2 separate regions of the Athene noctua genome follow, and region 1 is linked to region 2. The links are chromatin contacts, called in public Hi-C maps. All regions are on one chromosome and are shown on one strand. Each heading gives the region's core, a stretch centred on a gene start, on an enhancer-like site or on the middle of the called end of the contact. The rest is flanking DNA. Distances are from core to core; before and after follow the strand shown.

The links. A called contact is a pair of places that touch in the nucleus more often than the background predicts.
Region 1: a Hi-C map of heart shows a contact between it and region 2, with 4 times the contacts expected there. The contact joins the promoter of TTC1 here to the promoter of PTTG1 in region 2. A contact is called at or near these places in 2 of 2 Hi-C or Micro-C datasets (heart and liver).

What each region holds. Positions count from the first base shown.
Region 1 is chr12:11,697,899-11,704,412 of bAthNoc1.hap1.1, reverse strand. TTC1 (tetratricopeptide repeat domain 1) reads left to right here and starts at 3,548. Exons shown (of 8, transcript XM_074916326.1): 1 at 3,548-3,585; 2 at 4,185-4,517. The coding sequence starts at 4,194.
Region 2 is chr12:11,504,096-11,510,771 of bAthNoc1.hap1.1, reverse strand. It overlaps PTTG1 (PTTG1 regulator of sister chromatid separation, securin), which reads left to right and starts at 2,301. Exons shown (of 6, transcript XM_074916156.1): 1 at 2,301-2,386; 2 at 3,193-3,295; 3 at 3,609-3,787; 4 at 5,218-5,311; 5 at 6,159-6,308. The coding sequence starts at 3,214. SLU7 (SLU7 homolog, splicing factor) reads right to left here and starts at 2,103. Exons shown (of 16, transcript XM_074916219.1): 1 at 2,034-2,103; 2 at 1,355-1,522; 3 at 588-741; 4 at 244-324. The coding sequence starts at 1,512.

The DNA.
Region 1 (6,514 bases), core at 2,299-4,798, 190 kb before region 2:
CTGTGTTTAAACAAGTAAGATTTAGTGGTACAACTGGCAACTGCCCTATAACCTCCAGGGTAAGTGTTTCTTACTAAAATGCATATGTTTGAAAATATTGTAAGACAACTTGTTCTTGTGTTTTTCAAACATAAAGTAACCTCTGAACACAACACTCCTGTGAGGAAAGTTAAAGTGTAAAGAAGAGAAAGTGAGACATACAGACATGGGAACCTTAAAGACAGAAAGTCATAGGCACTGACTAACATTGATACCTGATGAGGGGACAGAAAGCCTCTGCCTCTTCATTTGCTAGGTGGAGGATGAATCCCCCAACGGAGGGCGGAGAGCCCCCAGTTCTCCTGGCAGGTGTCAATTCCCTGAATACCAGTGAGGCCTTTGGGATTTCACTTCACAGTGGCACTGAGGAGCATTTCCACAGGGGAGAGATTCAGAGACTTCCACTGAGCTGCAGCTTGTTCAGGGCTCAGCCCTGGGGCAACCAACAACCCTAAACAGTGGCCATGAGGCTCAAAGGTCACTCTGCTGATAAGGACTCCTGGGGACAACCCTGTCTTTAATAAAGTAAGACCATGGGAAAGCTTGCCCTTCTTGTTACATCTCGGGTAAAGATTCATAAAGGAAAATCATCCCTAATGAGAGCAGGGAACTGGGGTTCTGGGGTGTTGAACCTTTTCCCCCTTGTTGTGTTGGAAAAAACAAAAATGCTGAATACCCCCCAGTTATAAAGTTCAGGGAGACCCAAAGCATCTCCAGATCAGAGGAGGTGCAGGCAGAAAATTTATATGGTAAAATTTGCTAGTTTTTCTCACATTTCTTCCTATGAAGTCAGTAAGACAGTATGTTTCATCAAAGTTGAGGAAATCTATTTAAAAATGTGATGATAAGGAAAAATTGTCAGTCATTTTGGAATAGTCACCCCATGGGATAGAAGCCAAAGGCAGCAGATAGACTTTTGGATGGTCTGCAACAGGCCTGGCCAGGGACTGGAATTGGGAGTCACAGCATACCTGAAAAGCAAACGTTCCTAGTCCAGGCTCCTACTAAGTTCAGAGCTCTGTGGAAGACAGAAGGCCCTGCCTCACACGGAGGCAAGGTAGTATCTTGCCACTGAGCAGCAGCAGCTCAAAACTTCCAAGGAGATCCAATTCCTGTAGAGTTTTTACTAGCAAATAAACTCTTTTTTGGAAAAGTTAAAATAAAGGCTAGCACACCACCTTGGATGGGTTGCTGACCCCTGATGTCCAGTATTCTTATCAGTTCAATTCCTTCTGGGGATGAAACACCATGACTTATGCAACCCCTTGTGCTCTTTGCACAACCAGAGGAGATTTAAATAGCATTTCCGCAAATTCAAAACTGCATGGATTGATTTTGTACCACAGCTGTAATTTCCTTCTCTCTTTTCAAATTACATGATATTTAACAGGACAGTGTGAAGGTTCAGAAATATTTTCTGTGTCAGAACAAATTACATAGTGCTAGCAGAACAGCAGAAAGGCAAATTTTTGTGGGCTAAATCATTGCAGCTGGGCTATTGCAGAATGCTGAATCTACTTTTTTTATCAAGAGAGAGAGGGAGAAAAATCAGCCATAGAGCTCCTGTTTGCTTTCATTGTAACTAGCCACACTCTTGCCAACTTACTGAAAAGTGTTCCAATCTTCTGTTAATACCCACATCCATCACTGGCACCAACAGACTCAGTCATCAGACATGTTCATTTAGCAGAGCAATCAAACAAATTAAGACCAAAAATGAATCTGGCATCCAAATCTTCAATTTCTACCTCAACTTTGAAATGTCAAACATCCCACAGGCCCTTCAGGCTTCAACCAAAGTCTGGTGATGTCAGTTAAAAGGTCAGAAGTCAGGACACCTCTCAAAATATTTCTAAAGATGCACCTCCTCCTCAGCACTCTCATATGGGATAGATACACTTCAGACAACTAACGGAGTTCAGCCACATTTAGTACTTTCTTGGTATTTTAGCAATGGTGGTTGGTAACTCCAAAAGCGCTGATATGGCTCTAGTAGTCAGCATACTTCCCCACAGTATGAGGAGACAGAAGAATGAGAATCATCCTCTCAATAAAAGATCGATTACCTCATTTGTAAGAACCTGTGTTCTCTGAGGATAATCCGCAACCATGACCCACTGATCAGAACAGATTCTACCTAATCCAAATCTGGAACAGCATATATATTGCAGGGGCTTTTCTGTTGCTGTTGGGTTTTAATATCAGGATTTCTTCTTAAATTAGAGCATTTAAGAGCTTTAATTTAGAGGAACATTTTAAACTTTATCTTTCATCGGAACTTGCTTTCTGAAAAGCTCCTTAAAGCATGGAAAACCTCATAAGAATATGCCTTAGCCACGTCATGGCTTGACATAGTGATTTTCAATAAAAAGACATTGTTTCACATGCCTTTGACTTCAAAATCTGTGAAAATTCAGTTTTGTTTCAAAATTTTGGGATAACCATTTTCAGGGTACTCAATGAATGCATGCAAAACAGGATGAAAGGGAGTTTTATGCCAGTGCTTGATTAGATAGAATTTAAGTCTTCACATGTCACTGGCACAAAAAACCCAAAACTGGAGTCTGCACTGGAAACCACCAGTTCATGGTGCCTTAGAAGGGATACAGCTATCACATGCTGCTAGTCACTCACTAGATAAACTCACCTCTAGGCTAAAGTAGTGCAGGCAACAGAACCTGGATCAGTAACACTGATCTGCTGCTGTAGATATAATCCCTCTTTTTGTCTGTCTACCAAAACTTTTTTTTTCAGCTGATCATGTTTGCACCCTGATTTATCCTTCCAAGCCAGGTTACTTGCCCAAGACCATGCCTCTCCCACCGCCCACCCATATCATCCATAGCCATGCCCTGTGTCTCTTCATCTCCCACACACATCCCATCCCTCAACCACCTCCTGGTGAGCCAGAGGAGGCCCTCACCGTGGATGTGGAGAACTGGAGCAGAGCTTTACCACCCCAAGGACTTCCCACAGCTTTAACTGCGCCTGATCCCTTGGGGATCCTCTGGGCCAACAGCCCCCAGGCTCATGTCCTGAGAGCTGCCCTGCACCCAGCCTAACAGGGGCCTGCTCACAGGCGCAGGTTCAAGGTGGAAATTCTAACCTTGCAGGGAGCCCAACCAACCACAAGAGACCCCCTTCCCGGTGTGCAAAAGGGCTGTGCAAGCAGCCCATGGTCAAAAAAATCAATCTCAGTGCCCCACGTACACGCGAGTGAGACCCTGGGAAGAAAGAGGCCGAGGGGAACACACCGCGGCCCGGCCCGGCCCGGCCCGGCCCGGCTCGGCGCGGCTCGGCTCGGCTCGGCGCAGCGCCCGCCCCTGCTGAGACAGCCGCTAAGCGCCCCGGCCCCGGCCCCGGCCCCGGCCCCGGCCCCGGCCCCGGCCCCGGCCCCGGCCCCGGCCCCGCCCCACGCGCCGCCGCAAGACTGCAAATCCCGGCAGCCTCCGCGCGGCCCTTCCTATTGGCTGGCGCCGGCCGGAAGCGGCCTGCGGGGTGAGGGGCGGGGCGGGAGGCGAGCGGCGGCCGGAAGGGAACGCGCAGGTCTCTGCCCGGGGCCCGGCCCGGCCCGGGGGGAGGCGGGGGTGTCATGGGGGCGTCATGGGGGCGCTGGCCGCACTCCGGCGCCTCGCCTCAGGGGGTGGGATGGGGCTGAGATGACGGAGCTGGGACCAGCTGCCTGTGGCCTGGCTCGGGGGGGCGTGGGGGTGGGTGGCAGTGATGGGGCTGGAGGGGAGCGCGGTGCAGGCGAGGCCTGGGGCGGCGGCGGAGGCTCGCTGTACGCAGCCCGCCGGGGGCCGGTATGGGCGAGGGGGTGCTGAGGCCTGTGGGAAGGCAAGTGTGTGTGACTTAGAGTCCCACTGCAGAGGAAAAGCCGTAGCGTAGCGCTGTGCCGTGCCGGTCCTGGGGAGCTGAGCTCGTGAATTAACTTATTATGGGAGCGGTGTGCTGGTCCCATGTCGCTGTGTAGTGCATAGAAGAAGCATGTATAAGTTGCTCCCTCCTCGGAGGGATGATAGTTCCCCTCAGGTAATGTCAGGAGTACTTTTAAGTATTTTAGAGATTAGTCTGCAGACAAGACATTTAAATTATGCTGATTGAGGGTTATTTCTTTCTATTTCTAAAAACCTAACCCCTCCAAGGAGTCCAGCATGGAAGAGTGTAAAGATGCAAGTTCACCTGAAGAATTGCTTGATCACTTAAAGCTTTCTGATCAGAAGTCTTCAGAGACTGGCCCTAAAGATGCACAGAATCCCAAAAACATTGAAAGTGGATATATACCATCTTCAGCTAAAGATCCCACAACAGCAGATGAGTGTTTCCATGACTGTCACGACTCCTTTGAGGCAAAAGAACCTGTGCTGGATGATGAAGGAAATTTACAGAATGATGAGAATAGCTCAAGGAAGCAGACAGAACTAGATGAAGAATACTTACTAGAACTAGAAAAAGATATGCCAGAGGAGGAAAAACAGGTAATCTGAAGTACCAATGTTGAATCTAAAAAGATACATTTTCAGTCTCATGTTTCTGAACGGTCTGTGACTGGCATGGAAATATACCTTTAAAACTCTTCATGTGTCTAGTTTTACTGTTCTTAATTTCTTCTTTTAGGTAACAGATGTTTCTGTTAACTTTCTTTGGTGTTCTTAATCATCACATTCCAGTGCAGATTTTTTTTCTACTTTCACCAGTGTGTAAGGTTACTGTGACCCAGAGGGATTATATGAAACAAAAATATTCCTGTTTCATGTTCTTCTAGTTTGTGTGCCCTTGTTGTTTTCACCTGATGAGCTGCAAGGTACCTTTCCAGAACTCAAAGCAGTTTTCAAGATAGTTTTCATATTTGAAAGGCTAGTTTGTGTAATACAACTAGTTGGGATTAAATTTGAAAGTATCTTTGTAGATTACTTAAGATTTAATCAAACAAAACACATTAAATGTGGTTTTGTTTGCTTTCAGTGCATTACATTGGACAAAATATTTGGGTAACAAAACTGGATAATGTGGGGGATAGTGAAGTATGTCTTAGGGGAAGTCCAACATCCTCTGTGATGGTGTTTACTCCCCTGTAAGTCTGTGAATCAGGTTTTTTTGACCCTCAGTCAGCGATGTCACTTGACAACAGTTAGTTTTCAGGGTTCTAAGATTTGATGGTCATCAAGTAGTTTTCTAACTTTGAGAAAATCACTTTCAGGATTAGACTTGAGTAATGCAGTAAATTTCTGTTGATAATTATGTTCTCATAGCAAATGGAAGGCTTTCTACTGATATACGGAATTTTTTTTTTCCTAATTTTTTTCAACTTTGGTTCGCAGATGCTGGGGAAGTAAAGATACTAAACTAAAATCTGTGTCCCAGCATACAACTCCTATGATGTTTTTTTTTTAACTTTGTATTTTTAAAAAGTTATATAGCTTGGCCTCTTGAACAGATCGTGTTTCAAAGAACTGATCCAGCCTCTTTAAATCTGATTGATTTATCCAAATGAGCAGTTACTTGTACTGAAATGGTGATGAAAAGTACTACTATATTCTTTGGCAGTTGGGAAAAAGGTGGAATTCTGGCATATTGTAACTTACGTGAAGACCAGCAAACTTTATTTTATAGTCCTGTAGGCATGAATTAGATCTTATTTTAATAAAGGAGATAGAGTCCTTACTGGAAGGCTGACTGCACAATTTGGAGCATTGGTGACATTGAACAACTAATAATGAGGGAAGGAGAGAGCAGAGTAGGGAGTGGCAGCTGACAAGAGAAAATAGGCAGTATCTTAGGAAAGCATTACTTCATAGGGGAAGATAGTGTATTGTACAGCTGTATAGTTTTTATTATAGAAACTCCCAAATCACTAGGAGCAGCAGCAGCAGTTACTACTGTAATGGACAAGTAGTACTAAAATGAGGCATTTGATGAAAAAGAAGAAATTAAGGGTTACATGAAATTAATTTTTTTAAAACATGCTTAAAATATTGTGAATGTTTCAGTGAATTTATTGTGGCTTAATACTCTTTTGTACAGGCAGGTTGATCTTTGCTAATTCAGCTGTCTTGGTAAAGCTTGACCACACTTTCTTAACTGTTGCCTAGCCCTCTCTGTGTTGTATAAGTAAATGAGTGCTGACTATACCTTGCCCAAAAAAGTTGGAAAGCGAAAGTGGCTTGGCAGTAACTTGACTATGCCATGGTCTTACTGTCAGCTACTGTAAATAGAGAATGAGGGGCAGAAATATGCAGAGCTAAGATGCCAGAGGCAACCAAACATCTAAATTGTTTGTTACAAACCAGTATACAGAAATTTAATCAAGTTGTGTCTCAGCTTCCTTTGTGGTAGGATGAGATTTCTGGCCAAAGACATCAGTGAAGATAAAAAGGTAGTTTTTCATCTGTAGTACCGATCGTTATGTTAATATAGCAGTTTCTTGAGGTGGAAAAGCAGTATGGGACTAGTGGGGAAGGGGATCATGGAATAT
Region 2 (6,676 bases), core at 1,052-3,551:
TTTTCACCTATTATTGCAATGCTTATCACAGAATGGATGAGCAACACCCTGAACATTATCATTCTTACTCTTCATTTTTCCTACATAACAATTTATTTAGAAAATTTCAAGCCAACTATCAATACTTGTAACCTTTTTCAAAATTACTGATTTTTATTTTATCTATAGCTAGCTATTTTTCACTAAGATTAGAATTCACATTATTTTCAAAACCATTAGAAAGTCAACAAAAGTCAAGTTTACCTCCATGCAGTCTTTCTTTTTATGTGTCAATGCACCACAGTTCTCACAAGCTCCTTTACGGTATCTAGTTGCTACAGCATGCTAAACAAGAAAAAAAGACAGTGTTGTACAAACTTGTGGCAAGATTCATATACATGTTCCCAGTAACTAATTAATTTTTTCAATACAACTAAAGTGTGCATGGTCTACCCAAACTTAGAACACATATTTTATTACCAAACACTGCGACGTGCCTGCTAAATAAGAATTCCCAGCTTCTGTCTCCCTCAAAAACATGTAACCAGAACTATCTGCTCACAAAATCAACCCAAATCCTTATTTTATAACAAAAACATTTTGCATACCTCTTGAACTCCTCGTTTGTACCAATCTCCAGAGGTGCTATACTGTTTCTGCTTCTCTGGCTGAGGTCTCTGATGCTTTAGTGTAGGTCTTTTCGAAGGATCTATGTACCATGGTACTGAGGATATATACTGAGGAATATGAGGATTGATATCTCTGTAAGAAATGTTGAGTAATAAATACACGGCATAGGGAAAAAACATCAACTTAGCCTAACAAATAACTCTCAAAGTCCAGTGCTTTTCCAGTGATAACAAAATAAGTTGTTGGGATGCATTACAAAATAACTTGAATTTAACTAGATAAACACAAACTTTCATTGAGATTTTGTTGCCATCTAATTCACCTAAACTTCTGACTCCAAATCAAGTATCTTATTCTATGCAATGTTACTAAGCACAAAAATAGTAACATTTCTCTTCTCAGAGGCAACAAGCCTTGCAAAAGCAATAGAGAGGGAACAGATAAGGTATGCAGTAAACTTCCCCAGTACTACATTTTGGTCACTTTTAAAATGCACAGACGGGACTTTTTAACAGCATTATCAACAGATCACAGTAGCTAAACACTGAGCCTACATTTTTATTGGAAAATACCCGTTTTCTGAGGATGACTAGCACATTTAAAGCAAATTCACAAAGTTCAAATATTTACTTCTACAAGAACTCATCTAGAAATCATGTATCACCCTCATGAGTATTCTGTAATCACAACCAAAGACGTTTCTAACCAGTAGTTTTAGACAAAGAATAGCTTTAATAAAACTTACTTTCCTTCTTCATCCACCTCAGCGGGTGCATTTCCTAGTTTTCTTTGTTCTTCTAATTCCTTCTTTTTCCTCCAGTCTTCCCTTGTCATCTTCTTTGGTTCCTCCAGGCTGACATCATTCGATCCTCCTGAAGGAGTGGCGTTCGTTACTGATGACATTTTGTTTTTCCTGTAACAAAGAAGAAAACAGAAAAACTCTTACAGATCTGCATAGCTCACATTCTTCAACGTGGTTTTGTATCGTTCAGTGAAACCAGCAACACCATGCGACGCATTCTTCACAAATGTCTTTCCACAGAAATATCCACCAGTGCTGAAATAATCTTTTCAATGTTCCTCTTCTCTAACCAATACGATACATGATGGGGCAGAAGAGCAGCAGCTCTGCGCGCAGCGTCACGACCCGCACTATCAGGCCCTCCCCGCTCGCGCTGGGGGAACACAGACTCACCCGCGGCCCCGCCGGGACCACCGGAAGGTCCCGCACAAAGCTGGGCCTACGCGTACCCCGAAGGCGAGGCAGGAGAGCGACTGCGAGGAAGCAGCGCCCCGCCAGGGCCCAGACCCGGCCCGCGAGGACGTGGGTGCTTTCCCAGAGCCCAGAGCGGCCGCCGCCCCCCGCTCGGGCAGGCGCCCCCCGCCGCCGCCCCGGGCACCCCCCGCCCCACCGCCCTGCTTACCAGCTCAGCTGCGCCGCCGCCCCACAATGCACCGCGGACCCACCTCAGGCCACGCCCCGCCGTGGCGCGGTCACTACCGGGGGCGGTGCCATGCCGTCATCACGGCAACGCGGCGCGGGGGCGGAGGGCGGGGCCGCGGGGAGCAGGGGAGGTGGAAGCGGCGCTGCTGAGCCAATCGGCTGCTGCGCTTCAGTTGAAGCAGCCAATGGGCAGCGACGCGGAGGCGGTTCAAAAGCTGCCGGCGGCTGGGGCCACTGAGGCTTCGTTCGCTCTTGGTGCGGCTCGGGGCGCGGCTGACACCGGCTGTGCGGGTGCCGCTGCCGCCGCTTTCCGGAGCGCCCGGGGTCCTGGAGGTGAGCCCTCGGCTGGGTGAGTGGGGCGGGCGGCGTTCCCTGGCTGAAGGCGGGCTTTCTCCTGAGTGCGGGAGCAGAGTGCGCCCGGAGCTGTGAGCAGAAGTGGCTTAAACTGAGGACTGTGGCTGTGAGTCTTGATTCGTGTTTAATTTTTTGAGTTCAAGCTGCGCCAGTTAAAAGCAGCTGCTTCTGCAGGTTTCTCCGGAGCGACGCCTCGCTTGCCCACATACTTAATAGTGGGGACAGTTCCAGGGGGGAAGCTGCCTGGCTGTTGTGCAGGGGAGTGCTCCGATGGGGCTGAAAGCCAGTAGTGGAGTGGGCTGTTTACATAGTATGTCCTCTGTTTATTTTCCTGGTGAAATCATGCCTCTGTTCGTAAAATAACTGGCATTGTTCTTGGCTGTTCCAAGTCCTGCAAGTTGGGCTAAGGAGTGGATTGCTAAGCTAGGAGATGTAATCTTTTCCCGTACAGAGGAAACAGTTAAATGCTACAAGGAAGTGACAAAGCAAACCAAAGGTATTAGTTTTTTCTGTGTGGGGTTGCTAGTGAGACCTTGCTACTTTCCCAAATGTGTGCAAGCTCTCTTGGGGTTATGAGGCTTCTATGTGCACTAATAATGCCTTCAAGCGTAAAGGTCTGTGGCTAAACTACTATGAACTGATGTAAGTGTGGGTTTGTTCCCTCTTCTCTAGGAACCAGTGCATGGCAGCTGCATTGTTTTGAATGTGGCTTGTTTAAAAAGTGTGCTGTGGTGGAAGAAATTACAAGAATGACTTTCTTTTTTTTTTCTGTATGGACTCTTCAGAGCAGTCTCATCAACTTGAAGATGGCAACACTTATCTTTATTGATAAGGAGAACGGTGAAGTTGGTGCTCCTAAGAATCAGCTCAGACTGCCTTCAGGACCTTGTGCGTATATGCTGCCCATAGCCAGTAGGGGATCAAACGAAGTGCATAAATCATGTTTTGTTATTCACAGTTCTGAACAGTAATAGTTTTCTATTCTTGTATCTACTCGTCTAACTAATTCTCTAAGCAGATCAATTACTGTAAGAATGACAATAACGCTGTGCTTTTATCACAGATGTTGACTTGTGAGTTGTAAGTGGTGAAGGATGGTTTTTATGACACCCAGTTTTCCAGTACATGTGCTTACTGAAGCAAGTTTTAGGGTTAATATGCTGCTAAACTTTGGGGTTTTTTTCTTCCTCTCACTCTTCAGCAAAAGTTTTATCTGAAAGAACACAAGTTAGTACTCCACTTCCTAAAAAAGCAATCAGTACATCTCCAGCCATATCTCACTCTGTCAGAAAGGCTCTTGGAAATGTGAATAGAACTCAAGGTGTCACGAGCAAGATGGAAAAGATAAGACAGAAAAATCAGCCTTGCACTGCAAGCAAAGTGAGTACAACACAGTTCTACAGAGGGGGTGTGTGGAATACATCATTTACCTACTGTTGTGGCTTAACCCTGGTAGGCAGCTAAGCACCACGCAGCTGCTTGGTCACTCCCACCTCAGTGGGATGGGGGAGAGAATTGGAAGGGTAAAAGTTAGAACTTATGGGTTGAGATTGAGACTTTTAATTATTAAATTGTCAAAGAAAAATAAAACCAGTTTATCACCACCAGCTGACTGATGCCTTGCCCTGAGCAATGGCAGCCCTGGCAAACTTCTCCAGCAGTTTTCATTGCTTAGCATGACATCATATGGTATGGAATATGTTTGGTCAGCTGCCCTGGCTGTGCCCCCTCTAACTTCTTGTATACCCCCAACCTGCTCACTGGTGAGGTCATAAGAAGCAGAAAAGGCCTTGATGCTTTGTAAACAGTGTTCAGCAATAGCTGGAACAGCTGTGTGTCATCAACACTGGTTTCATCATGAATCCAGAATATGGTATCATATGAGCTACTAGGAAGAAAAATAACTATCCGAGACAAAAGCAGTACACTTATGTAGGCACAAGTAGTACAACAACTTAGGGGATACCTAATGGCAAAGAAGTAGCTCTAGAGAAAATAGTCTGAGTTAGCCTTGTTCACATGTTAAGTATAAGGCGTTTAATATTATGAGCCTAAATGTTCTAGTGCAGTGATTTGTTACCACAGTATATAGTACTGCACTATATTAAACTCAGTTGAAGCATTTGCCCATCTCCAGCTTATTTCATAGAATCATAGAGTGGTTTGGATTGGAAGGCACCTTAAAGATTATCTGGTTCCACCCCCCTGCCACAGGCAAGGACACCTTCCACTAGACACTAGCCCAGGTTGCTCACAGCCCTGTCCAGCCTGGCCTTGAACCCTGCCAGGGAGGGGGCAGCCACAGCTTCTCTGGGCAGCCTGTGCCAGTGTCTCACCACCCTCACAGGGAAGAATTTCTTCTTTATACTTAATCTACCCTCTTTCAGTTTGAAACTGTTACCTCTCATCTTATCTCTACCCCCTCCCCCTGATCAAGAGTCTCTCCTCAGCTTTCCTGTAGCCCCCTTTAAGTACTGGAAGGTGCTCTAAGGTCTCCCCAGAGCCTTCTTTTCTCCAGGCTGAACAACCCCAATTCTCTCAGCCTGTCCTCACAGGGGAGGTACTCCAGCCCCTGATCATCTCTGTGGCCTCCTCTGGATCCACTTGAGCAGGTCCGTATCCTTATGTGAGGGGCCCCAGAGCTGGACACAACACTGCAGGGAGGGTGTTGAAAGTATTAGAATTTAGGCATCACTGAGGACTACATGGCTGGCATTCTTATCTGTAGACCTGTATAGCACAGAAAAGCCACTACAAAGGTACTACACTGGGAAACTACAGTAGCTCAAATAGTGTGACTTCTCTTTAAGATAACTGAGAAGAATTCTGGATTAGAAAGCTGCGATGCAGTGGCTGAAGAAGACTGGCCAGAAATAGAAAATATGTTTCCTTATGATCCTCGAGGTAAGAACTATTGGTGTAACTATTAAAATGAACAGTCAGGCTTTCATGAGTGACATTATTGTAAGACTTTAGCCTTTGTGGCAAACAAGCTAGCATTGTGTTTCTCTGGAGTCCTTTCTTAAATGTGAAGGTGCTTGCTACTTCTGAAATACCATCTCATTCTTGTTTAAATATTTCTAACTGCAACAGCTGTGATCCAGATATGTATTAGTCTGAGTCCATTTTTATGGTGACAGGAAACTAGTTCCAAGTAAGCACGCTATAGCCTCTTAATTCATTAAATATCAACTAGACAACAAGTATTCAAAGGAATACTTAAGCAGTAGTGAAGTGTAGACTTCTGTTAAGAGTGTATGCCAAGGTGGTAATTTGTAACTGAAGAGGCTGCTACAGCTGTAGCACAGAGTAGTTGGAAGCAGAAACTTCTAAAACTGTTCTTAAGGTATCTGCAATGGGCTGTGCTATGTCAGTCCTTCAGAGTACGTCCTTAAACCATCCAGTTCATGTGGAAGTGAGTGTGTAAAAACTACTATACCAAAGGCTATTTCAGTGTTGGTGAATCATATATGCTGTGCTTGAAGTTGACTTGGTGTAGTGATTGGAAAGACATTACTAAAAGCTCCTGCTTCACATTAGCAGTTGTTATGAAGTCCAGTCTTTTGACAAGTGGTAGTGTGTGGGTTTGATGGACGACTAAGGTGTAGTTGCAAATAAATACCTCATGGGAGGAGATTGTTAGATTGTTTTGGACCTGCTCCCACTTCATTTAATCTAGAAGAATTTGCAGCTTCCCAGGCTACTGCTACTGTACATTGTTACTAAACTACAGTGTGCCTTTCTCAAACAGATTTTGAAAGTTTTGATCTTCCTGAAGATCTCAAAGTAAGCAATATCAACCTGTGTGGTGTGCCTCTCATGATGTTTGAAAGGACATATGACAGATGTGTGAATATGGTTCCTTCACCTGTGAAGATTGAAGAGTTCTCATGGGAGTCTAGTAAGTGGAAGCTTAGCTTGAGTTTCAGTACCTACAGTACTCATTAGTGCTTTGGGAAGGAAGCTAGCTGGCTGCAGTAGTGAACTGCCACTGCTGTCCTAACTAGCAAAATAGCACACTATTATCAAACAGCTTTTGGTATGTAGTCAAGCTGAATTTAATGGGTCAAACCTAGTACTGGTAGTAGTCTCAAAGTGATGTTGCTGAGCAATCTCTTGCAGTGCATTGCTAGCTGATCAGTTAGGTGGAGTTGGCTTATCAAACTGCTTCCTTTGGTCATTCAAAAGGTTTATGCTAATCCACTGGGAACTAGCTTATGTTAGAGTATACATTCTGGGTTTCATGAGAAACTGATTTGCTCTATTTCC